Linked DNA regions of Mus musculus: all the other regions are linked to region 3. A link is a contact called in public HiChIP or PLAC-seq data. All regions are on one chromosome and are shown on one strand. The core of a region is the stretch at or near the end of the contact, and the rest is flanking DNA. Distances in the headings are between cores, read along the strand shown. Region 1 has its middle 40 kb from the start of E130008D07Rik. Region 2 has its middle 19 kb from the start of E130008D07Rik. Region 3 holds the start of Tnfrsf21 (tumor necrosis factor receptor superfamily, member 21). Region 4 has its middle 49 kb from the start of Adgrf1.

Region 1 (5,983 bases), core at 1,078-3,577, 180 kb after region 3:
GATGATGTTTCTGGCTTCCAAGGTCACCTGTTCACACATTTAAGCACACACACACACACACACACACACACACACACACACACACACAACTTTTTTTTAAAATTCACAGACCTGTGGAGAACTTTTATGACCCTGTATGTCTCCTAAAGTCAACTTCTGAAGCTGTCAACACAACCTCCATCAATTCACCAACTGAACTTCAGGTTCACCTTTCCCCAAGATCAATGACAACTTGTTAAGACTGCTTGGTTACCCAACTGCCTATTTCTGTGCCATGGGGGCTTATGTCCCAGTAGATTGTGATTGTTTACTCCTACCTATCTATCTTTCCCCTCCCTTTGTGCATGTGTTTATGTGAGATGTGGGTGTAGACATGAATGTGTGTATGGGGTCACACATATCCATGGATGTATGTGTATCGAGATAAGAATTTTATTGTGTTCTTTACTTGAGCTCCACTTTATTTATTGAGTCAGGATCTCTTGCTGAACGTGGAAGTTGAAGTGTTGCTTCCATCAGACTGACCTGTGAAAATGTCTATAGGTACATTTTCCTGATTGATAATTGATGGAAGAATTATCTGAGGGCAATGCAATCCTTAAGCATGTGGACCTGGGCTCTGTTTAGAAAAAAATAGCTGAGCAAGGCAAAGGGAGCAAGTCAGTAAGCAAAATGTCTCAGTGGTTTTAAGTTCCTTCCTTGTGTTCCTGCCTAGGCTTCTCTTGATGATGGACTATGAGCTGTTAAAATGAAATAAACCTTTTCTTCCTGTGGTGGTTTAAATATGCTTGGTCCAGGGAGTGACACTATTAGGACATGTGGTCTCATTGGAGTAGGTGTAGCCTTGTCAGAGGAAGTCTGTCACTGTGGGGGTGGGCTTTGAGTCTCTTCTCTTAGTTGCCTGGGAGACAGGCAGTCTTCCCTAGATGCCTTCAGATCAAGAACTCTCAGCTCCTGCTCCAGTACCATGTCTGCCTACATGCTGCCAAGCTCCCACTTTGATGATTATAGACTGAATGTCTGAACCTGTAAGCCAGCCCCAATTAAATGTTGTTCTTTATAAGAGTTGCCTTGGTCATGGTGTCTGTTCACAGCAGTAAAACCCTAAGACACCTACTAAGATGCTTTTGGGTCACAGTCTATCCCTTGTGGAGAGCTTTTGGTGCCCCTTATAGAAATTGGGCAAGTACTTATCACTGGGCTTGGAGGAGAAAGTAGGATCTGATGAGAGTATTTGCATTTGGGCTAATGCAAGGATCAAAGTAAGCACAGCCAAGGAATGTGGGACTTCTCTTTTAACTTAGTCATCCTGATAAGCCCCTAGAAACATTGACCAGTGGGTTTTGTTTATTGCCTTGTCTGATCTCTTTGTTTATTACCTTGCTTGATTACTTTATCTTTGATCTAAGACCTGACTCTATTCTCTGTAAGTACTTAGAATGGTATAAAAGCTGACTGGGAAAAAATAACCCTGCTTCAGCCTCAGCACTGGCTGGAGTCATGTTATAACGTTGCCTAATTGTCTTTTTCTCTTCAATCCTCCCTCCCTTGAGGCCCTGTTGACTGACGGAGCTGACTTGGTCAGACGGCTCCTCAACATCGGAGTTCAAGTAAGGGGATACAATGAAGGACACCATGGGAAGAAAAGCTCTAGCAAAGCCAGTAAAGGCAAAGGAAAATAAAGAAGATTTGGGCCAGTGGTGAATAAACTTTGTGAAAAGGGACAAGATATTGGTAGAATGTATTTTTGTGTATGTGTTTAGAGTTATGCTAAAATCTAGAGGAGTGAAGATAATTCACATAGATGGGTTTAGGTTTTGGACCCTAGTTAGAGATAGTTTAACCCTGGATGTGAGAGAAAGAATGGGTTTCAGAAAAGCAGTCCTCCCCCTGTCTGGGATGGTTTGGCAAAAGGGGAGAAACATGAACCTAGGCTGTTCCAGCGCTCCCCTAGGGGCAGGAGGAGGTCGAGAGACACCTTGCCTCCTCTCTGGCTCCTGTTCTGACTCTTTTAGGTAGGGTATCTGGGTCCCTTTGACACATCTAATTTTCTTCCCTCTCTGTCTATTGTCTGTCCTTGGAGTGCCAATCTGTCCATATCTGTCAGTTTATGTATGTGTTTTTGATTCATTGATTGTTGCTCTGTGTTTCATGTTGAAAAGGAAAAAAAAAAGTTTACAACTTCATCTGCTAAGTCATTCACCACTTGATTTAGTTTTAACTCCTTTCAAAAACAGAAAACAAAAAGCAAACCAAAGACAGTCTCAATTTGCACAACAAAACCTGGTAAGTAGCCCAGCACTGGTAGCTAGGAATCAAGCACAGCTGGAGAAGCCCTGCAACGGCTGACTATTTTCACAAGCTTCTCTTAAAGGGGTCAGCAACTTCTCAGCTTCTGTGTAAGGGAGCAGATGGTTGTTTCTTCTAGAAAAATCTCCAAGACTGTGATTATTGGGTTCAGCAGGTGACAAGGTGCTCCTCCCTTGAAATTGCAGCTAGAAAAAGTAAGAAAAATTTGTCTAGTCTAAATATATAAAATGAGTGTGGTCACTCACTTTATGTTTGATTCTTTTTTTTTTAAGATTTATTTTATTTATATGGGTACACTGTATATGTTTTCACACATACCAGAAAAGGGCATCGGATCTCATTACAGATGGTTGTGAGCCACTATGTGGTTGCTGGGAATTGAACTCAGGACATCTGGAAGAGAAATCATTGCTCTTGACCACTGAGCCATCTCTCCAGCCCCTTTATGTTTCATTCTGACTGGTCTTAATGCCATGAACTGGGCCCAGTCGGCCCCTCTCAATCCGTGGGAATCAGGGGTTCTGGCAGGTGTGCATGGAGTTGGCAAGAATTGACTGACAGACACAGACATGAGAGAGTGTACTGGATCTGAATGTAATGTCAAATTGAGCATCAAACTTTTTATACAGAATAAAATAGGGAAGGTAGGTGACACATTGGCAAGGTACAATGAGGTTACCGGATGCTTAATGACTCTAACACAAAACAGAGGAATGCAAACACAAAGACTGGCAGGAACTGGGCAATAAAACAACTGAGACAAAGTCAGCTCTATCTAAGGTCAGCTGTATTCTTAGAAGCCAGGTGTGAGGTTTTTACACTCCCAGGGCAAGGGCTTTCACGCCCAAGTCATGGTTCTAATTAGGGAGTTCCACTCTAGCTAACCTTCTCATGAATAATGCAATACTCTAAAACCACAGCCAGATCTACTTCCTAAACCATTGTAAATACCTATATTTCGGAGTGACTTGGCTTTTATTCTAAGTGATAGTGTGTGTGGGACTTTCTACTAATAAGTAATGTAGTCTGCCATACATAACTATAATAAGAATTCTAAACTTACTTTGCTAAGCTTGCTCTGAGATTTCTAACTCTATGTAGTAAGTAGATAGTAATGCCTGATTTCTTTCAGTATCTCTCTTACAATACTAGAGGCAATTCTGAATGTCACTGAATAGGCAACATTCTTACTGAATTCCAAGCCCAGGGTTGGCTCAAGGACTACCTAGGGCATTGGTGAAGGCCAGGAAGCAAAGTTCAATTATGCTTAGGTATTTGGCAAGTCATTGCTTGGAGGCACCTAACAATACTGAAAGGAAGCACACAGATCCATTCCCAAGGACAAAATTGGAACATACGTGCTATGATATGCCACAGTTCCAGGAGACTAAGCTTCCATGAAACTCTTCGCCTCGGGACTGCTTCCAGGTTTCTAAGCCTGTCAAGCAAGTCACTACTGGAGTGGATGTAGCATCTTAAATGTATAAATATGTTCTGTATGTCTTGGTTCTAGATTGTTGGTTTATAAGTTATTGGGTATGATTAAAAATTTGTAACATTGGTAACAGAAAGTTGGCTTAAAACTGGTAACTCAGGGATGGAGTCATTCTAGACAACAACACATGGCATGAACCAACCTAGGAAAATAAGTCTCTATAGATACCTCTACATTGGGATAATATTTTATGTAATTCTTGTCCTAGATACAGACTTATAAAAGATAGGATTTAAAATAATGTGGTATTAAAAGCTGCACTATCATGCATTCATATATAAAAAGCTGGCAGCCAAACTTTGTAACATGAAAGTAATGTACTTGGTATTGATTTTAGGGAGAATGGGTTGTTTACACTGTTAAAAATTGGGGTCTGCTTCCAAAATTATGGTTATGCTCTAATATTGCAAAATAAACTTAAAAATTATAGTGCAACTGTCAATGTTCCATTAGCTGCAGTCTATAATTCAATCACAAGCTCAAGATTTTAATTTACCCACATTTGTAATTAAGAAGAAATCAGGCAAGTAGAGATTATTGAAAGATTTATGAAAGGTTAATGAAACTAGGAATTTATGGCAGAATTACAACCTGGCTTACCTACTCCAGCTGCAATTCCAAAAAAAAAAAACCATAAAAAATAATTATAAAATTAAAAGATTGTTTTTATACTATTTCTTTGCATCCTGATGATTGTAAAAGGTTTGCATTTAGTGTGCCTGCCTGTAATTTTAAAGAACCCATGAAGTAATAGATATCACTGGGAAGTTTTGCCTCAAGGAATGGCTAATAACTCTATATTATTTTTTAAAAAATTGTTGCTGCTTCAATACAAGACGTTAGGACTTTGAATCTTTCCGTGTATATTATTCATTATGTGGATATTTTATTAGCTGATACCTCTGAAGGGGTTTTACTACAAGCCTTTGCTTTTATACAACAAGTTTTAAATTTTGGGGGAGTAGTTGTTGCTCCAGAAAAGATTCAAAGACAATATCCTTTTCAATATTTGGGGCATCAGTTATACTTTAAACAAACTGTGGCACAGAAAATTCAAATAAGAAAAGATAGCTTACTTACTTTAAATTATTTTCAAAAGCTTCTAGAAGATGTTAATTGGCTAAGACCTCATCTTAAGCTCACCACAGGAAGACTTAAGCTTCTGGTTGATATTATCAAGGAGGATGCAAATTCTAATCCCCCTCTACAGTTACCTGGTAAGGAACAATTTGCTTTGCAGACAGTGGAGGAAGCTATTAGTTAACAACAGATACACTATATAGACTATGATAATCTTTCTTTCTCTCCAAGAAAAGTCTTAACATCCTGTTTTAAAGCTGTTGGTGTGTTAATACAGAATTGTAGGTTAGAATCATGTAAGTATTTTGGAAAAGAACCTGATGAAATATTTATTTCTTATTCAAAACAGCAATTAAGTTGGTTATTGCAGAATACTGATATTTGGCCTATTGCATGTGCAAATTTTCAGGCAAAATTGATAATCAATATTCAAAAGACAAGTTATTACAATTTGCCTCTATGCAAGCTTTTGTATTTCTTGTAAATTTGCATATATAGCCAAAAGAGAATGTGCTTACTGTACTTACAGATGGCTCATCCAATGGAAAAGCAGTATATGTAATGGGATCATATGTTTATTCTCTTGAGTTTTCCCCTGCTTCAGCACAGATAATTGAATTGCGTGCTGTTGTCACTGTTTTTTAAATGTTGAAAAATCAAGCTTTTAGTTTTTATACTGATAGCCAATATTACTCATGGTTTACAATTTCTTGAAATTGTTGTTTTTAGATACTGCTAGCTCTCAAATTTTGCAATTATTTGTGCAAATACAACTTAATTTATGAGAATGTATTCTCTGCAAGTACTTAGAATAGTATAAAAGCTGACTGGGAAAAAATAAACCTGCTTCAGTCTCAGCACTGGCTGGAGTCAGGTTATAACGTTGCCTAATTGTCTTTTTCTCTTTAATCCTCCCTCCGTCCCTTGAGGCCCTGTTGACTGTCAGAGTTGGCTTGGCCAATCCCTGAAACAGGAAGCAAGTTAGAGCAACACTAAGGGTTACTTCCTCATAAAGGGTACCTTCTTTGATTTCTGATGTGGTAGAAGGAAATCATCTGTTAGGGCTGGGTTTCTTTAGGGAGTTTGTGTCACTCATAT
Region 2 (5,271 bases), core at 1,621-4,120, 160 kb after region 3:
TCACCCACGTCTCTCAGGGTCAGCCTGCTCTGTCTCTCAGTTTTTGGTCTAAGAAAACAAGGCCTTCCACCCTTTTGATCAGCAGATATGAGTAAAAGAAATAAAAGTTGATGCTCTTTGTTTTCCAGGGATTCAGATAAAATGTTTGCCATATGCATGAAATAATTTTTAAGAGGTAGGTTGGTTCTTCCCCCTAAAGCAAGGTTTATCTAAGAAGAGTGCTTTTAAGGATGGTCGTGATGCTGACAGTACCTCGCATTCCTACCGTCATTTCTGGAAAAGCCATTTTAATTTTTCATCTCACCTCGCCATCTGGGAGACAAGTGAACTCAATGTTTTCCTTGCCATTTATAAAGTGAGTTAGTTAAGACTCGGGTAAGACTATTGATCTGCACCAAGATCCAATACCAGGAAAAGAGATGAAATTGGTATCCAAACTTTTGTTTCAGGACTCTGAGCCCTGGCCTCTATTGTCTCAAACACAGTTCAATCATAAACTGAGTCAATACATCTAGCACTGCCTGGCAGTATAAGGCAATTAAACTATCACAAGGCTATGGGGGTAAAGACACTATCACAAAGGTCTGGGATAAATAAACTTGAACAGGTTGATAAAGTGTGGGACTCAATCTCTAAAGGAGGTGCTGTAATCTCTCTGTAGTGGAAGGTTTACCTGAAGGAACAGATTTGAAGTTATTCCTGAAAGCATACTAAAACCAGAAGACAGTTTGGCAGTCCGAATCAAAAACTTTAACTAAAGACATGAACCACAGTACTTTCCAGCATATCACTCAGTGGCTCTAAAGTTCTTTTCCTTGTTTGAAAACAATAGAGTCCAGGGGAGGATTAAATGGTGATTTGTAAAGTGCCAGGCTCAGGGCACATTCAGTAAATGTTACCAGTGATTGCAGAATAATGGTGATAATATTTTCCTTTGTAGGAGGAAATAATGAGCACGTAGATTTAGCAACACACAGATCGTTTGTTGTGCTTTTAAAAGTCACAGTGAAAAGTTGGAAACAACTTGATGTCCAGCAAGAGGGAATTGCAGAAGAGAGTTTCCTGGTATTTCTAGGTGCTAGATCATTAGATAGCCATGTAAAAGAATAAAAGGAAATAAATATGTTATTGCCTAGCAAGATGGCCATGAATTTGTTGTTGTTGTTGTTATTAAGACAGGGTTTCTCTCTGTAGCCCTGGCTGACCTAGATCTATAGACCAGGCTGGCCTCAAACTCAAAGATCGATCTGCATCTGCCTCCTGAGTGCTGGGGTTAAAGGCTTCCACCACTGCTGCCTGGCTATAAATGTTTAAAATATATTTTCTATTAATTCTTCACAAATTCCATATATGTGTACAGTGTATTTTGACCATATTCACCCCTACTCCTCTTCCCAACCCCTTTCAGCTCCCCTGCTGCCATATTTCCATCCCTTACCAATTTTGTGTACTATTTAATTAATAGATATATACATATATATATTTAATTCTGATATATCAGCACATTATATATTATATTATATTATATGTTACATATATTATCTGTTACATAATATACATGTATACATGTATGTATATATATATATATATATATATATATATATATATATATATATATATACATATTGATGTACACCCATTCATTGGAGTCTGGATGCCTTGCCAGGGACCACTCTTAAGCAAAGTGGCCTCTCCCTGATCTGGAAGTCCCTTGACTGTTAACAGATCCTTAGCTAGGGCTGGAGACTTGGGAGCCCCATGCCTCTCTAAGCAGGAATCCTGACTTGGTCTTGGGCTGCCACTGTGAGCTCATGAGGCAGTGTTGGGGGAGGGATGCTTTATACCATCCCCTTTGTGACTGAGAATTCCACAAATGCTCATTCTCTGCACTTGGCAGTGATTTTTTACCTTTCAAAAACACTTATAAAATATTAAATCCTTTTTTTTTAAGTTTGTGCTTTTTTGATGTTGTTTAACACATATATTCATGTACAGATACAGGATAGCTTTAAAAACTAGGAGATGAATTTGCAGCTCTATGTCAACAAAACTGACATTTAAAAATTGTTTTTATTAAAATTCTTTTTATTTAAACTATCCCAGTAACAAAGGCAAGTATCATGTAAAATAAAATTGTGCTGTTTTGTTTTGTTTCTGGCTTTCTTGTTTCCTACTCTTTCCTTTGGTTTGTCAGCTCTGTGCTACCATAAGCAGACACGATCCATTCAATAGTTGACTAACAGCATTCTTTTGAGTGTTTACTGTGGCCAAGGCCCTGGTTCTAAGCACTTGATGTACAGATAAACCAGATGAACAACAATGCCCTTCAAAAGCTTAAATTCAAGGCTGGAGAAATGGCTCAGTGGTTAAGAGCACTGTCTGCTCTTCCAGAGGACCCAGGTTTGACTCCCAGCTCCCACATGGCAGCTTATAACCATCTACAGCTCCAGTCCTGGGAGGTCTGACACTCTGGTACCCACGTGGTACATATAAATATATGCAAGCGAGACATGTGCACATATAATTGAAATATAGGTATAGTGATCTTGGGATTCCAGTGTCTGAAGCAGGAGAAGGATGAGACTGAGATCAGCCTGGAATAAGATCCTCTTTTGATTAAAACAAAAGCATGTACTAGGTGACATGAACAGCACAACCGCAAGAGAAGGAGAGTAGACCAAAATTTCTAGAGGAGCTATGCCTTCTTAACAGCATTCAACCCCTCTTCTGAGAATCCCTGCAGACTGCCCTCCAGCATCACTGATTTCCATAGAGGCTGCATAGCTGTCAAAGTTCACAGTCTACTCAGAGGTAACCTGCTGTGTCAATATTTGTAATTTGTACTTCATGGTGAGTCACTTCCAGAGAATAGATTATCTACCATGGAAGGGAAAAGGTCTGGGAGTGAAAGTGAGCTGGACAAGACACAGGTGGAGGCATTAGGTTTCAACAGCTTCCTGCCTCTACAAAGCAAAGGGCAGGAATGTGTGCTGGCGTGGGCTGGAGCCCAGAACAGCCACAACTCTCAAGTGGAGGATAAGCAGAAAGCAGGGTTAGTCTCCTGTTTCTCCAGGTGGTTCTAGCTGATTCTTCTAGGTCTGGAAACAAATGTTACCTTCTATCCATTTTCTCTCCTTCTCCCCTGGCTTCCATTTTTATAGCTCAGAAGCAAATCCATCTTTTAAGAGTTGTTCTCAAGCAATCTTTGTCTAAAGCTGGATCCTCACCATACTACATCCCACTTCACCCCCACCTCCACCCTCACTGCCAATTGAGGAAGTTCTCTGAATTCTGACACCTCCATAGCATGTGATAGTCCCCTATGTTATTCCTATGCATCAATTCATTTTTACATTGTGCTGGAGAACTCCATCTCTCTTACAAGAGTAGATGATCATTAAGGTTTGGTCTATAGAACTCCAAATAGACTGGACTAGAAAAGAAATTCCTTCTGACACATAATAATCAGAACAACAAATGCACTAAATAAAGACAGAATATTGAAAGCAGTAAGGGAAAAAGGTCAAGTAACATATAAAGGCAGGCCTATTAGAATTACACCAGACTTCTCACCAGAGACTATGAAAGCCAGAAGATCCTGGACAGATGTTATGCAGACCCTAAGAGAACCCAGGCCAGGCTACTATACCCAGCCAAACTCTCAATTACCATAGATGGAGAAACCAAAGTATTCCATGATAAAGCCAAATTCACACAATATCTTTCCACAAATCGAGCCCTTCAAAGGATAATAAAGGGAAAACACCAACACAAGGACAGAAACTACACCCTAGAAAAAGCAAGAAAATAATCTTTCAACAAACCTAAAAGAAGACTGCAGCAAGAACAGAATCCAAACTTTAACAACAAAATTAACAGGAAGCAACAATTACTTTTCTTTGATTTCTCTTAACACCAGTGGACTCAATTGCCCAATGAAAAGACATAGACTAATAGACTGGCTACACAAACAGGACCCAACATTTTGCTGCTTACAGGAAACCCACCTCAGGGAAAAAGACAGACACTACCTCAGAGTGAAAGGCTGGAAAACAATTTTCCAAGCAAATGGTCTGAAGAAACAAGCTGGAGTAGCCATTCTAATATCGAATAAAATCGACTTCCAACCCAAAGTTATCAAAAAAGACAAGGAGGGGCACTTCATACTCATCAAATATAAAATCTACTAAGGTAAATTCTCAATTCTTAATATCTATGCTCCAAATATAAGGGCAGCCACATTCATTAAAGAAACTTTAGTAAAGCTCAAAGCACACATTGCACCTCACACAATAATAGTGGGAGACTTCAACACCTCACTCTCACCAATGGACAGATCCTGGAAACAGAAACTAAACAGAGACACATGGACACTAACAGAAGTTATAAAACAAATGGATCTAATAGATATCTACAGAACATCTTATCCTAAAAAAAAGGATATACCTTCTTCTCAGCACCTCATGGTACCTTCTCCAAAATTGACCATATAATTGGTCACAAAACAGGCCTCCATAGATACAAAAATATTGAAATTATCTCATGCATCCTACCTGATCACCACGGACTAAGGCTGATCTTCAATAACAGCATAAATAATAGAAAGCCAACATTCACGTGGAAACTGAACAAGACTCTACTCAATGATTCCTTGGTCATAGATGAAATAAAGAAAGAAATTAAAAACTTTTTAGAGTTTAATGAAAATGAAGCCACAACATACCCAAACTTACGGGACACAATGAAGGCAGTCCTAAGAGGAAAACTCATAGCCCCAAGTGCCTCCAAAAAGAAACTAGAGAGAGCATACACTAGCAGCCTGCAGCACACCTAGAAGCTCTAGAACTAAAGGAAGCAAATTCACCCAAGAGGAGTAGATGGCAGGAAATAATCAAACTCAGGGCTGAAATCAACCAAGTGGAAACAAAAAGAACTATTCAAAGAATCAACCAAACCAGAAGCTGGTTCTTTAAGAAAATCAACAAGATAGATAAACCCTTAGCCAGTCTAACTAGAGGGCACTTGTATCCAGTCTAACTAGAGGGACAGTATCCTACTTAACAAAATCAAAAATGAAAAAGGAGACAACAACAGATCCTGAGGAAATCCAAAACATCATCAGATCCTACCACAAAAGTCTATACTCAACAAAACTAGAAAACCTGGATGAAATGGACATCTTCCTAGGCAGATACCAGGTACCAAAGTTAAATCAGGATTAGATTAACGATCTAAACAGTCCCATTTCTCCTAAAGAAATAGAAGCAGTCA
Region 3 (6,099 bases), core at 2,423-4,922:
GAGGCCAGCAGAGGGCGCCAGGTCCCCTGGAACTGGAGTTAGAGATGACGGTGGCTTTTCCTCCCTTTTTACCAGGAGACCTAGTCCTCACAGAGGTTTTCAGGTCAGTTCCAGTTTGATTCCTTCAAGTCCTGTGTCCAAAGTGTGTGTTGTCTTTAGCCATACGCGTTTAATGTCAAGTTCTGGGAGGCACCAAAGAGAACAGCAGAAGCCGCTGGGACTTCTCTGACCAACAGCACGGAGGTTTTTCATACACGGTACTAGATAGTTTTTGGCTCTTGCAGGGAGCATTATAGCCCAAGCTGGTGTAACACCATTTAAAGCACACGTAAGCAGTATATGCATATACTTACACTTGTATTCATTTATGTATTATGCATGTGTTCTTTTTAGAGATCTATTATAGGTGTATGAATGTTTTGCCCACATCCGTGTACATGCAGGACATGTGTATCTGATGCCTGAGAGAGTTAGAGGAGAGGGCATCAGGTCCCCTGGAACTGGATTTACAGACAGTTGTGAGCAGCCACGAGAGTGATGGAGACTGAGCCTGTGTCCTCTACAAGAGCAGTTACTGCTTTTAACCACTCAGCCTCGCCCCGCTACGCGTGGATTTTTAAGTAAACACGAAATAAACTTTTCCTTTCGCCTTTTCAAACTCACTTTGTCTTATTTATGCCTCTTCCCTCTTTTCCCTCTATTTTATTCTTCCCCCTCCCATTAAAGCCCCACCCCCTTTTCTATTCCCCCCTCCCTTTTTGCTAGGACACAGCAAGTGCTCTTAACTGAGGAGCAGTCTCTCTAGAACCCCCGCCCACGCCACACATCTTTTAGAGCTGAAAATTTCCTACAGCTTCCGAAAGGAAGAATCAGGATAGAGTTTAGAAATATAACCAACAGAGGAGAAGATGGCAAAACTACTGCTGCCTTCAGCACAGAGAGGCTTTACCTAGAAAATGGGGGGGGAAATGGAAACATGGAAAAATGCATTGATTGGAAATATACCGAGGACATGGGAAGTTTTAAGGGTGATGAGCTTGAGGCGAGGAAACCAGATTTGTACAGTTTTGGAAGAAACATGCAAAGTTTAAATTCGGCTGGGGATCAGAGGCAGTTATTTTATGGCAAAGATGAGATTGGTTTTGTCCAGCTTGGCCTCATTTGTACCTCTCCATTTTAGCTATAGTCACATCTTATTAATACTTACCTCACTCTTTGGAGCTTAGGCAGAAAATCCATTATTTATGGTTGAGTATTCACCATTTATGTGTAAGTAAGGACATCTGTATGCCATTGAATATGTGGTTGTGAAGTAATTAAAACAGTTTACAGTGTAAAATGAAAGACATTTCTCTATTTTAAACATGCAATAGAGAAATGGCATTTTATATATTGTTTAGAAAGATTTATTTATTTATTTAATGTATGTGGGTACACACTGTAGCTGTACAGATGGTTGTGAGCCTTCATCTGGTTGTTGGGAATTGAATTTAGGACCTCTGCTCGCTCCAGCCAACCCCATTTGCTCTGGTTGGCCCCACTTGCTCCATCCCAAAGATTTATCTATTATTATAAATAAGTACACTGTAGCTGTCTTCAGACACACCAGAAGAGGGCGTCAGATCTCATTATGGATGGTTGTGAGCCACCATGTGGTTGCTGGGATTTGAACTTAGGACCTTCGGATGAGCAGTCAGTGCTCTTACCTGCTGAGTGCTGAGTCATCTCACCAGCATTTTATATTCTAACTAGATTCAATAGACACTTTTGTTTTGTTTTGTTTTGTTTGTTTTTTGTTTGTGATGAAGAATACTAAGGGGTTTTTACTTAGTTAGCAGTAAGCAAGATGAACTGAATATATTGTATCAAGAGGCATCGAGATTGCATGGCTGTAACTCAGGTGGTGATGAAGGAGGATAACCATCCCCTGGAGGCTAACCTGAGCTACACAGCAAGACCCAACCCAAAAGCAGCCAGCCAACCAAACCAAACTCAAACCCAAAGGCCCGTGAAAAATTGAATTCTGATGATTAGTGCCCCATAAGGACCTTATGGAACATGAAAACAATAGGAAGAACAAAGAGAACGAGCAGGTCAGAACCACACTTACCCAAATTAAAGTCTCCCAGCTTGGAAGATCAAATCATACATTACCTCAAGTAACTCATATTTGTCTGCAAGGTGTCAGCTGACCCCTTTTCTTTAATATCTCACTTCCCACCCCCACCCCCTTTTAAACAGAAAGACCTTTGATTGTGGTGGCCAATAATTTGAAGTTTTGAAGAATTAATTGGCCCTATTATACATGAAGACATAGTAATCCCCCTTCACTTTTGGAAGCCTCGGAGAGAGTTTGAGAATTTCAAGTTGAAATATCACCCCCTTTCACAAAATTCTGTATTTAAGGATAGTATTTTTCAGAATTTAAAAAAATTTTTTACTGGAAACTTAATATTACAGCATTCCCCTTCAGGGTTTATGGTCAAGCTTTTTTAAATATATGTTTTATTTCTTTAACTGGCAGATGTTTGAAAGATGAGAGTAGGATTAATCCTCATATTAATTTTTAAATACATCTCATTCTTCCAAAGAATGCCGAGAAAAAGAACCAACTCTCCATGTAGTAACTGGCAAGGAAGGAAATAGGGCTCCTACCATGGCAACTCCCTGTCAGGGATGCTTAGTGTTGTTTCTGTCCAGGTTCCTCACTGCTGAGAACAAATAGCCAACAATACTGAGAGACGGGGAGGTTTCTTCTGGCTAACAGTTTCAGGGATACAGTTATTGCAGGAGAGGAGAGGAGAGGAGAGGAGAGGAGAGGAGAGGAGAGGAGAGGAGAGGAGAGGAGAGGAGAGGAGAGGAGAGGAGAGGAGGCAGCTGGTTAAACCGGGTCTGCAGTCAGGAAGCAGGGGAGCCACACATAAATGCCGAGACTACACTTGCTTTTTCCTTTTGCTCCACTGTGAGAACACAGCAGACCTCAAAACACAGCAGTTTGGGAACCAACACACACGTCTCTTTGTGTCTGGCAATTGATGTAAGCTCCATGGTTTTTGCTTTTTTTCTAGCTCCTTTAATTGATTGATTGATTGATTGATTGATTGATTGATTTCTGAGACTGGATTTTGCTCTGTAAGCCAGGCTTGTGTAGAACTCCAATTTTGGCTGGCCTGGAATTGGAGAAGTTCATATTCTCATTATACAGAGTGCTTAATGGCACCGTTATGCTCAGGTCATTCATTCATTCATTCATTCATTCATGCATGCATGCATGCATGCATGCATGAGATAGGAGTTTTCTGTGTAGCTCAGAATTTCCCTCCAACTTCAAATTCTCCTTCCTCAGCTTTCCTGGCAATGAAAATACAGGCCTGCGCCATTATGCGCAAGTTATATTGGCTGTTGTTAATATTTATGTTAGGAAAAGAAAATAGTCTCTGTTTTACATACAATCTACTTGGAATCATTTTTTTTTTTTAAAGTTAAGTCGGGGTGAGGGGTGTGTGCAGGTTAACAAGCAAACGCAATTCCTCCAGCTAACGCCAAGGGGCACCCTCTCCTTCCCCTCGGTTTCTGGAGCGCCTTGAGTTCTTTCCATCTGCACAAAGAGCCCGGCCTCCTCCCGGGTGACATCACAAAGGGTCGTTCTCCGCCCCTTCGGCGCCACCACGTGTGTCCCCGAGCTGAGTGGCCATCCGACTCAGTCCCTCGCCGGCCGGTCTAGGCAGCGGAGGAGGCGAGTGCTTGATAGTGGCTGGAAGCTTCGCTATGGGAAGTCGCTCTTTAGCACTGTCGCGGCTAGCCCTGCTCTCTGGTTCTCCGCAGCCGCTGTCGTTGGAGAGCACCGGGAGGCGCGGGTTGCGAGCGCGCCTGCTTCTCACCGCCCGGGCGCCAGCGCCCCTGGGCAGGTGCTGAGCGCCTTTCGGAGCCTCCCCTGCTGCCTCCCTCTTCCGCCTGGGTGCCTGGCTGCTGCAGTGCACATGGGCTGCTGGAGGTAGATGGGCTCACCGCCCGTGAGGCGGCGGTGGATGCGGCGCTGGGCAGAAACAGCCACCAATTCCAGCTGCCGTGGGGCCGAGCGCCCCGGGCGCCGCTGCGAGCCCCGAGCTCGGCCATGGGGACCCGGGCAAGCAGCATCACCGCCCTCGCCTCTTGCAGCCGCACCGCCGGCCAAGTCGGAGCCACGATGGTCGCCGGCTCTCTTCTCCTGGTGAGCGATAGGAGGGGACCCTAGGGTGGCGGCTACGTTCGAGCCTGTGTCCGGGAGCCGGGCGGGTCCTCGGGCCCGTAGTGCCGGAGGCGCGCGGTGGGACCAGACGGGTTGGAAGGGTTGGTTACAAGGCAATAGCCAGACCGAGGAGGACTCCTACTAGATCGTGTGTGTGTGTGTGTGTGTGTGTGTGTGTGTGTGTGTGTGTGTGGTGAGCTAAGGCTAGTGAGTGTTAAAGAATTATTTTTCTTGCAATCTGGCTGCTTGAAGGAGGCGCGAGAGGTGTCCGCCTCGAGGTCCTGCGCATTTTTGGGTTTTTGCCCCCGACTCGGCCTATCTCGCACCCCAACACCCAGCCTCACCCCAATATCATTCGCTGCCAGACCCTCGGCGCGGTGCGAGGCCCGAGTAGTCCTGTCAGTAGCCAGCTGCCGGTTGTGGCCGCTCCTTTGTCGCTACTGCAATGTCATGTCCGGATGCTACCGCAGTGGAGACAGCCGGATCGGTGCGCTCCGGACGCGAGCAACCGCTGCATGCTTCCGCGCGCGAAGCTTTCCGGAGTAGGGCGCAGGCCACCCCTTGCTTCAGCTTCCTTGCTTCTCTCCTCCCTCTTAGTTCAGATGGGTCCTGATTTCTGCAAGCCAAAAGAAGAAGAAGAAGAAGGAGCCCGGGTGGGTGGTGGGGGTGGGGTGGGAGGGGGAGGAGGAGAAGAAGGACCCAGAGACCCAGGCGCCTCTAAAGCACAGGCTTGGAGCCAACCGGCGCTGTGGCTCTCAGTCGAGGGGGAGGGGAAAGAGCTACATAAAGGACGATTAATTTTCCCCATCCTTTTCTTATTTCTCCCTTTCTGTGTTTAGACATGTCACCAAGCAAGATGATGCAGGCTCTCTCAGCACCCAAATCTGGGGCGTGCCCGGATTGCAATCCTCCATCACTTTATCTGATCAAAACCTGACATCATCCCTTATCCAAAACTTACCCCCAGCTGGCCCTTTATTTCCAATATTGGGGCCAAGTGGGGAATTAGGTGGAAGAAAATTTGAATTCAAACCCTTGAGATGCTATAAACCAATCATGTCTTTCATCCCTGCAGGGAGGATGAAGGTTGTTAGCTAAAAACTAAACAAAAACAAAAAAGAGCTTGTTTTCATGGTTGGGCTGTGTAAGGGAAGGCAGGCCTCTTGTCTCCTTCCTCTAAAGGGCTTACTGCCTGGCCAGCCAAGATCTACTGCTTCCATCCCAAGGCATGACAGTTGCTATGGCCTGGGAATTCATTCTACAGACATTCTGGTTCTCTCTGTCTCTCTCTGTCTCTCTCTCTGGCTGACTCTCTTTCTGTGTGTGTGTGTGTGTGTGTGTGTGTGTGTGTGTGTGTGTGTGTGTGTGTGTGTGTGTGTTTAGGGAGAGAGAGAGAGAGAGAGAGAGAGAGAGAGAGAGAGAGAGAGAGAGAGAGGGCTAAAGAAAGTTTGTTGTTCTTAGCATTTATGAGGTAAATCTCAGTGTCCCTTGAGAGACGCTTTTCTGTCTTTTTATAACAATGGCAAAGTCCAAGCCCTTTAAACAAGTGTGGATAGTAAATAATCAGAGAGTCTTTGGGACCGTGGACTTGAATTGACAGTCTTAGATTGAACGAGTTCAAGGAAGCACTGATCCTAATGACCTGAGTTAGGTCCCTTGCTGAGTTCCCTCCAAAGGTCTTAGACCTGCTTCCGTGATGAGCATATACTGCCGTGTGTCCCTGCTCCACACAGATACAATCCTTATACAATACTTATAGATCAGTCCACTCAAATCCAATCTAAAGTTAGTGCTCAATGTATAGTCGTAATCTGGAATTATTTTTTAACTTTTAGCCTGATATATAGGTCCTTGAAGGTCTCAGCATAGTA
Region 4 (6,000 bases), core at 502-3,001, 200 kb after region 3:
AGTTTATTAAAACATCAATAGTTGATTAGTCACAGTACAATTATCAATGTTTTGGTTTATTTTTGAAGATAGGGCTCCTCTGTGTAACTTCGACTGTCTCAGAACTCGCTCTGCACACCAGGCCGGCCTCAAACTCAGAGATCCACCAGCCTCTGCCTCCTGAGTGCTGGAATTAAAAAAGTAAGCGCCACCACTGTCCCGCCAATTGTTCTTTTTAATGTTCTTTTGGTGTGTGCACACATATGGAGACCCGAGGCCACAGTCTACCTTTTTATTTTATTTTTTGAGAAAGGAACACAAATGACCCAGAAATCACTGACTGGATGAGGCTGTTTGGGCATTAAGCCCCAGGGAGCTACTGTTTCACACCTCAAGCGTGCTGGTATCGGAAGCATACACTACCATGTCTGGCTCACTTTATATGGGTTCTGGTGATGTCACTGGGGTCTCTCTAGCCCTTAAGAACACTAAAAAAAAAACATTTTTCTGAATTGTGAGTAGAGAGTATGCATTCATTTTTGTCCATAGGACAAATGAAAACCATGAAGTCCTGTTCAGTATATCATATACTAGGAGGAGAAAGAATTTTGAAGAGACTTGGGATTCGGGAAGAAATGCTGGAAGAAAAGCAAGCCTGGAATCTTCCCATACTCCATTTTCCAAGGGAAGGTTGGGTGTAAATACTGGGAACACTTAAAGATAGCATTGTGCTTCCTTTTTGGAATTCCTCAAGGGAAAACACAGGGACAGGGAGCAGAAGTGTCAGGCTGACAAGCGACCTTCCCACGCCGTCCTGTGTTCAGAAGAGGAAAGATTGCTCTAAATATTTGAATGAAGGAAAATGAGATTTAAAATGAGCTCCTGGCTGTGTGTTTGTTTTAAAGAACTACTAACATGCTCCCTTTTCCTTAGCTTGGAGTGATCTCAGCCTAATGCGCTAAAAAACCCCAAATCTGCCTTTTCCAAAAGGTTGTGGGAAATAGAAGGGATAGAAGACCTGGGCTTCTTCGTGCAGTTCACCCAATCCCTATTCACTTCGTCCTCACAACTGACCTCTGTTCATGATAAGGGCAAATAATAGATTAACTCAGAAATCCCTTCCTTTGGAGCATTGTCTACTCTTTGGGGATATTGTCTATTCTTTGGGAACACTACCTACACCTTGAGAAGACTGACTATACTATGGGAGCACTACCTACCTTTTGGGAGCACAGCCTATCTCTTCAGAGTACTGCCCAAACCATGGGAACATTATCTATCCTTCAGGGTCACTTCTATTCTCTGGGAGCACTTTATATCTTGGGAGCACTGCCTACCTATTGGACAACTGTCTAACCTTTGTGAGCTTTGCCTCACACAGTGGTCCTCGTCCTTGACTGCACATGAGCCATACTGGGGTATCTACTGGCTTCAGATCTCAGGGGTAGATGCTGCTCGTGATAGTTCTCTTTAAAGTTACCCAGGCAGTGCCATTACTAAGCAGAGGTTAAGAATGGTCCAAGGGCAGATGATCTACTAGTCCTGACAGTTTCATGTCCTATGACAGGAGTGCTAGTCACAGAGTAGGAGGAAGAGCTCAGTCGTGCATTTGAAAGGGATGTTCTCTGTAAGACTCGCACTAGAAGGGATGCCCTTGCTAAATCTCAAAGAAAGATGGGTAATTGTTTACCAAGCCAGACAAAGGTGGGTGCGGTAGGGTGCATTCCACCAAAGGAGTGAGCCACGATAAGGCAAAGTAGTGTGATGTGTCAGGGTGGACCCTGAAGCTGTGCTTGAAGGGATGGGCAGTTTATCTTTCTGCTTGAGTGACAAAACTCCACAATAAGATGATTCACATATCAGAAATGCATTGTGTCACAGTTCTGGAACCTGGGATTTCTATCTTAAGGTATCTGAAAGGTTGGTCTTCTTTTCTGGTGATGTTCTTGCTAAGTTGTCAGCCCTCCATCCTGGGTGAAGCTACAGAAAGCGTCTGTGTCCTTAGTGGCCTGCTGGCATTTCCACCAAGTGACCCTATCACCTTCAACTTGCTGCCTTAGTTTGCTTTCTGTCGTTTTGATAACTATGGTGACCAAAAGCAATTTAGGGAGGAAAGGGTTTTTTTCATCTTACACTGTCCATCATCAAGGGAAGCCAGCCAGAGCACGAACTCAGGGCAGGAGCTTAGAGAGGAAACCGTGGAGAAGTGCTGTTTATTGTGGTGGAATAATTAATATCTTGTATAGTTTTCTAACTCAGCTAGTTCCCAAGGAATTGAGAGAGATCTAAGGATTTATTCAAATGAGCTTAAAAGCATAATAATTGGGCAGGTACCTTTAAACTAATTTTCTAAGCCAGTCTGGCCACCTCCCAGCTACACACCCCAAGTTCTTTGCCAGTATTTGTCATTTGTCCTGACTGGGCTGAATCCACTCCATCAGGCTACATTCCTGATAGGTTATTTCTCCATTGCCAATGAAAAGAACCAATTCAAGTCAGATTAGATTATATATTAAAGGCAGATTTATTGGGAAGCTGCTGTTGGACTAGTTCACTGGCCCCAAGGACCTCTGCCAGGGAAATCACTATGGGGAGGGGGGAAGGGGAAGAGAAATAAAGAAAGGGCGACAGAGTGCAGAGACGGAAGAGAGAGAAGGAAAAGGAGGGAGAGAGGAGAAAGCAAAATGTCTGGATTACATAGGGAAGAGCCTCTGGGGGAAGGGCAGCCTAGCCCTTGTGCTGGAAAGTTTAGGGCTGGGGGGCAGAGTATGCCAGGTAGGGACTGAGGGATGCTGGAAGAACCTTGAGGCTAGGTCTGCTTTGATGTGTAAAATATGCACCTCAGTCCCTTGTCCAGGGTTCCAAAACCAAACAGTTTTTCTCTGCATCCTCTCTTTCTCCCATTTCTTCTCTTCTCTTTTTATTTTTTTCTCCTTCATGGCTCCACCTCTGACCCCAAGCTTGGGAACGCCAATCTCATCTACTTCTCTTCTGCCCAATTATTGGCTGGTTTTGTTTGTTAGTTAATTTGTTTTGTTTTTTATTATTAACCAATCAACTCTAAATTGGGGAGCAAGGTTTACACAGCAAAGGTCAGTGTATATGAAAATGCACTCCTCTGGACAGCAATCAGCTCTTGGGGTTCAGAATTTAGCATCTGTATACATAGCACCAGACCAATCCCCAGTGGCTTACCGGCTTACTCATGGGCACATGCTCAGCTAGCTTTCACATACAGCCTAGGCCTACCTTCTCACAATGGGCTGTGTCCTCCCACGTCAGTCATCAATCCAGATAGTTTTTCACAGACATGGTGTCTTAATTACTACTGTTCTACTGCTGTGAAGAGACACTATGACCAAAGCGACTTTTATAAAAGGCAAGATTTAATTGTAGGCCTGTTTACTATTTCAGAGGTTGGCCCATTATCATTGTGGCATCATGGATGCACATAGGCATGGTGCTGGAGCAGTAGCTGAGAATTCTACATCCTGACCCACAAGCAGCAAAAGGGAACCTGGCCTATAGCATGGGATTTAGAAACCTCAAAGCCCACCTGCAGGGACAAACTTCCTCCAACAAAGCCATACCTACTCCAACAAGGCTATACCTCCTAATCCTTCTAATCCATTCAAATAATACTACTCCCTGGTGACTAAGCTTTCAAATATATGGGCCAATAGGGATCATTTTTATTCAAACCACCACACATGGTTACAGATAAATTTGATCAAGGCAACTTTTCAACCCTCTTCCCAGGTGAGTCTAGTGTGTTTGCTAGTTTCATTTTGACACAAACTAGAGGTTTTGTTTGTTTATTTATTTATAACAGACCTCAGTTGAGACAATGTCCCTACTGTGTTGGCCTGAAGGCAAGTCTATAGTGCATTTTCTTAATTGATAATTTATGGGTTTTGTAGTTCTGGTTTGCATAAGAAATTAGGCTGAGCGAGGCTTGGAGAGCAAACCAGTAAGATGCCCTCCTCAATGGCTTTTTTTTTTTTAAGTTCCTGCCTCCAGGTTCCTGCCCTGCTTGAGTTCCTACCTTGACTTGCTGTGATGAAGGCCTGTGATGTGGAAGTATAACTCAGAAGTAAACATTTTCTTCCCAAAGTTGGGCTTTTGGTCATGATATTTTACCACAGCTATAGAAACTAAGACATTTTATGTAGTGTCAAGTAGACAATCAAACTAACTGAGGATGCTCCCCACCCCTAAATAAATTCCTTTGAACTGTAGTTGTCTCCATTTGTATTTTAAACATTACTATTCTTGGCAAATCCCCCTCATTCTTGTCAGTGCACAGGGGCTAATTTTGGAGACCATGATCCACAGTATTTTTGGCTGCTTCTCCTGCACCAGTGAAATGGCCATAACACTGGCTTAAAGGCTACTATATAAAAATGTCAGAAGTCAGAGTGGGAGAGATGGCAAGCGTATTATTGCCTTTGGGAAATTAGTGGCCTGAGTTTTCATCAAGAGAACAGCTATATAGTGGCTAGAGATGGCTCAGTGGTTAGGAATGCTTACTGCTCTTACAGAAGAACCAGGCTCAGTTCCTAGTGCCTTCATCAGGTGCCTCATAACTTCCTATAACTCCGATTTCAGGTGACCTAATGCCATCTTCTGACCTCCACATGCTCTTCAATTCGCATGGTACACAGGTTTACATATGTATGAATAAAATAAGAAAACATAAAAAATATAAAGAGAACTGCTATACAATTTCCCCTCTAAACATTTTAACATTCTCCAGGAGGTCTCCAGGAGAGGACAGCCTAAGCGTTAGAGACAGTGGGACCCTTTTGAGCACAGCATGTCTTTGTGAGCTCTTTGATGGCGCCCTATAAAAAGCTAGTGTTCTTTGACTTCCTCCTTTCCAGGACTGGACCTGGCTGAAATCCCATGTCCCACAGGTCAATGGGCCAGGAAAACCCCTCGAGCGCCATGTGGGAGAGGGATGGAGTCAGGGCTTGAAGAGTTGATTCTGGCTCCGCTTCTGAATACTCCTCTAGATACAAGTAGAGTGACGGCTAAGTTAAGAAAGAACCTCAGAGGGTGAGCCAGCCCATCTGTGGTCCCAAGAAGATAAAAAGTTTGTTTCTTCGGTAACAAGTACCTTGTTCGACCAGTTTGAAGGTAACTGAGGAGTGTTTGCTCCACACTTTACTGCTAGAAATGTAGAATCCAGTTTTTGTATAAAAACGTGTTTTATAAAAGAAAGCACATCACTAAGAGATCAAACAATGTGCCAGGACATCTTAGAGTGGGCCAGGGAGATAGCTCAACCTGCCTTGAAAGCATGAAGACCTGAGTTCGAGTCCCAGAATCAATGTAAAAATGACAAAGATGTTAGTGTACACTTGCCATCCTGTGGAGCTCCTAGGGCTCACTGGCCAGCCAGTCTAGTCTAATTGGTGAGCTCCAGGCCAGTGACAGACCCAGTCTCAAAGAAAGTGGGCAGTGTTTCTGTGGATGACATCTGAGGTCTGAGGTTGTTCTCTGCTTCATAGGTGCATGTACCTATACACACAGACACACAGACAAATGCAGACACACACACACAAGAAAGGAAGAAAGAACATTGGCTCAGCCCCTACCACCCGAAGAGGGTCCTGGGTACCCTCAACCAGTAGGTGTCACCAGCTACACTGCAACTTCAGCCCCTGCTACCTGAGGACTGGGGGTCTGTAGTGGCAGAGCTAGCTCTGCAGCTTCCCCCTGGCCCTAGCTGAGCCTCTGATACCTCATTCCCACATCAGTACCAAGTGGTCCCAAGACTGGACCATAAGCACTCTCAGCCAGTCCAAACCTGACATATTGGGACAACAACAGAGATCCAAATATCCACTCAACAAAGGTGGGGCAGACCTCCATACCAAAAGATACTATTAAGAAGCTTATCCTGGAGTTCTTGTTTGAGGATAAATTAGCATTTTAGGGTTCTATCTCAGTGTGAGATGTTTTGAGTGCAGATCCATACCCTTGCTATCTTGCAGAAGGCCCAACTTAATGTTTTAT

Evidence for each region. HiChIP or PLAC-seq counts read pairs in DNA pulled down with a chosen protein or histone mark.
Region 1: an H3K4me3 HiChIP or PLAC-seq map of stem cell-derived neural progenitor cells shows a contact between it and region 3, with 41 read pairs. The contact joins the enhancer-like site here to the promoter of Tnfrsf21 in region 3. A contact is called at or near these places in 6 of 39 promoter capture datasets (the C10 cell line, the HPC-7 cell line, cranial neural crest and 3 more), 1 of 484 Hi-C or Micro-C datasets (bone marrow-derived macrophages), 12 of 115 datasets of contacts at active chromatin or transcription factors (bone marrow-derived macrophages, embryonic basal ganglia, embryonic forebrain and 7 more) and 3 of 9 other capture datasets (adipose tissue, liver and pancreatic islet).
Region 2: a contact with region 3 is called in an HNF4G HiChIP or PLAC-seq map of pancreatic cancer cells. The contact joins the enhancer-like site here to the promoter of Tnfrsf21 in region 3. A contact is called at or near these places in 5 of 39 promoter capture datasets (3T3-L1-derived adipocytes, the C10 cell line, cranial neural crest and 2 more), 1 of 15 datasets of contacts at CTCF or cohesin (embryonic stem cells), 8 of 484 Hi-C or Micro-C datasets (Sertoli cells, bone marrow-derived macrophages, cerebral cortex and 4 more), 14 of 115 datasets of contacts at active chromatin or transcription factors (bone marrow-derived macrophages, embryonic forebrain, embryonic hindbrain and 8 more) and 2 of 9 other capture datasets (adipose tissue and liver).
Region 4: a FOXA1 HiChIP or PLAC-seq map of pancreatic cancer cells shows a contact between it and region 3. The contact joins the enhancer-like site here to the promoter of Tnfrsf21 in region 3. A contact is called at or near these places in 23 of 39 promoter capture datasets (the 3T3-L1 cell line, 3T3-L1-derived adipocytes, the C10 cell line and 17 more), 6 of 15 datasets of contacts at CTCF or cohesin (CD8 T cells, embryonic stem cells, hippocampal excitatory neurons and 1 more), 175 of 484 Hi-C or Micro-C datasets (the 63-12 cell line, 8-cell embryo, the AML12 cell line and 98 more), 48 of 115 datasets of contacts at active chromatin or transcription factors (CD8 T cells, the HPC-7 cell line, PVALB interneurons and 30 more) and 6 of 9 other capture datasets (adipose tissue, embryonic stem cells, embryonic tail and 3 more).

Annotation. Positions count from the first base shown.
Region 1 is chr17:43,195,179-43,201,161 of GRCm38.p6, forward strand. No RefSeq gene overlaps it. Among named protein-coding and RNA genes, the nearest start is that of E130008D07Rik, 40 kb to the left of the region's middle. Within about 2 kb of position 2,328, at least 10 of the 459 cell types and tissues checked have an H3K27ac peak or open chromatin away from gene starts, as enhancers often do. A contact at or near this core is called in stem cell-derived neural progenitor cells, where this site is marked.
Region 2 is chr17:43,174,546-43,179,816 of GRCm38.p6, forward strand. No RefSeq gene overlaps it. Among named protein-coding and RNA genes, the nearest start is that of E130008D07Rik, 19 kb to the left of the region's middle. Within about 2 kb of position 2,871, at least 34 of the 459 cell types and tissues checked have an H3K27ac peak or open chromatin away from gene starts, as enhancers often do. A contact at or near this core is called in pancreatic cancer cells, trophoblast stem cells and uterus, where this site is marked.
Region 3 is chr17:43,012,883-43,018,981 of GRCm38.p6, forward strand. Tnfrsf21 (tumor necrosis factor receptor superfamily, member 21) reads left to right here and starts at 3,673. Exons shown (of 6, transcript NM_178589.3): 1 at 3,673-4,210. The coding sequence starts at 4,115.
Region 4 is chr17:43,218,175-43,224,174 of GRCm38.p6, forward strand. No RefSeq gene overlaps it. Among named protein-coding and RNA genes, the nearest start is that of Adgrf1, 49 kb to the right of the region's middle. Within about 2 kb of position 1,752, at least 8 of the 459 cell types and tissues checked have an H3K27ac peak or open chromatin away from gene starts, as enhancers often do. A contact at or near this core is called in epidermal suprabasal cells, pancreatic cancer cells and trophoblast stem cells, where this site is marked.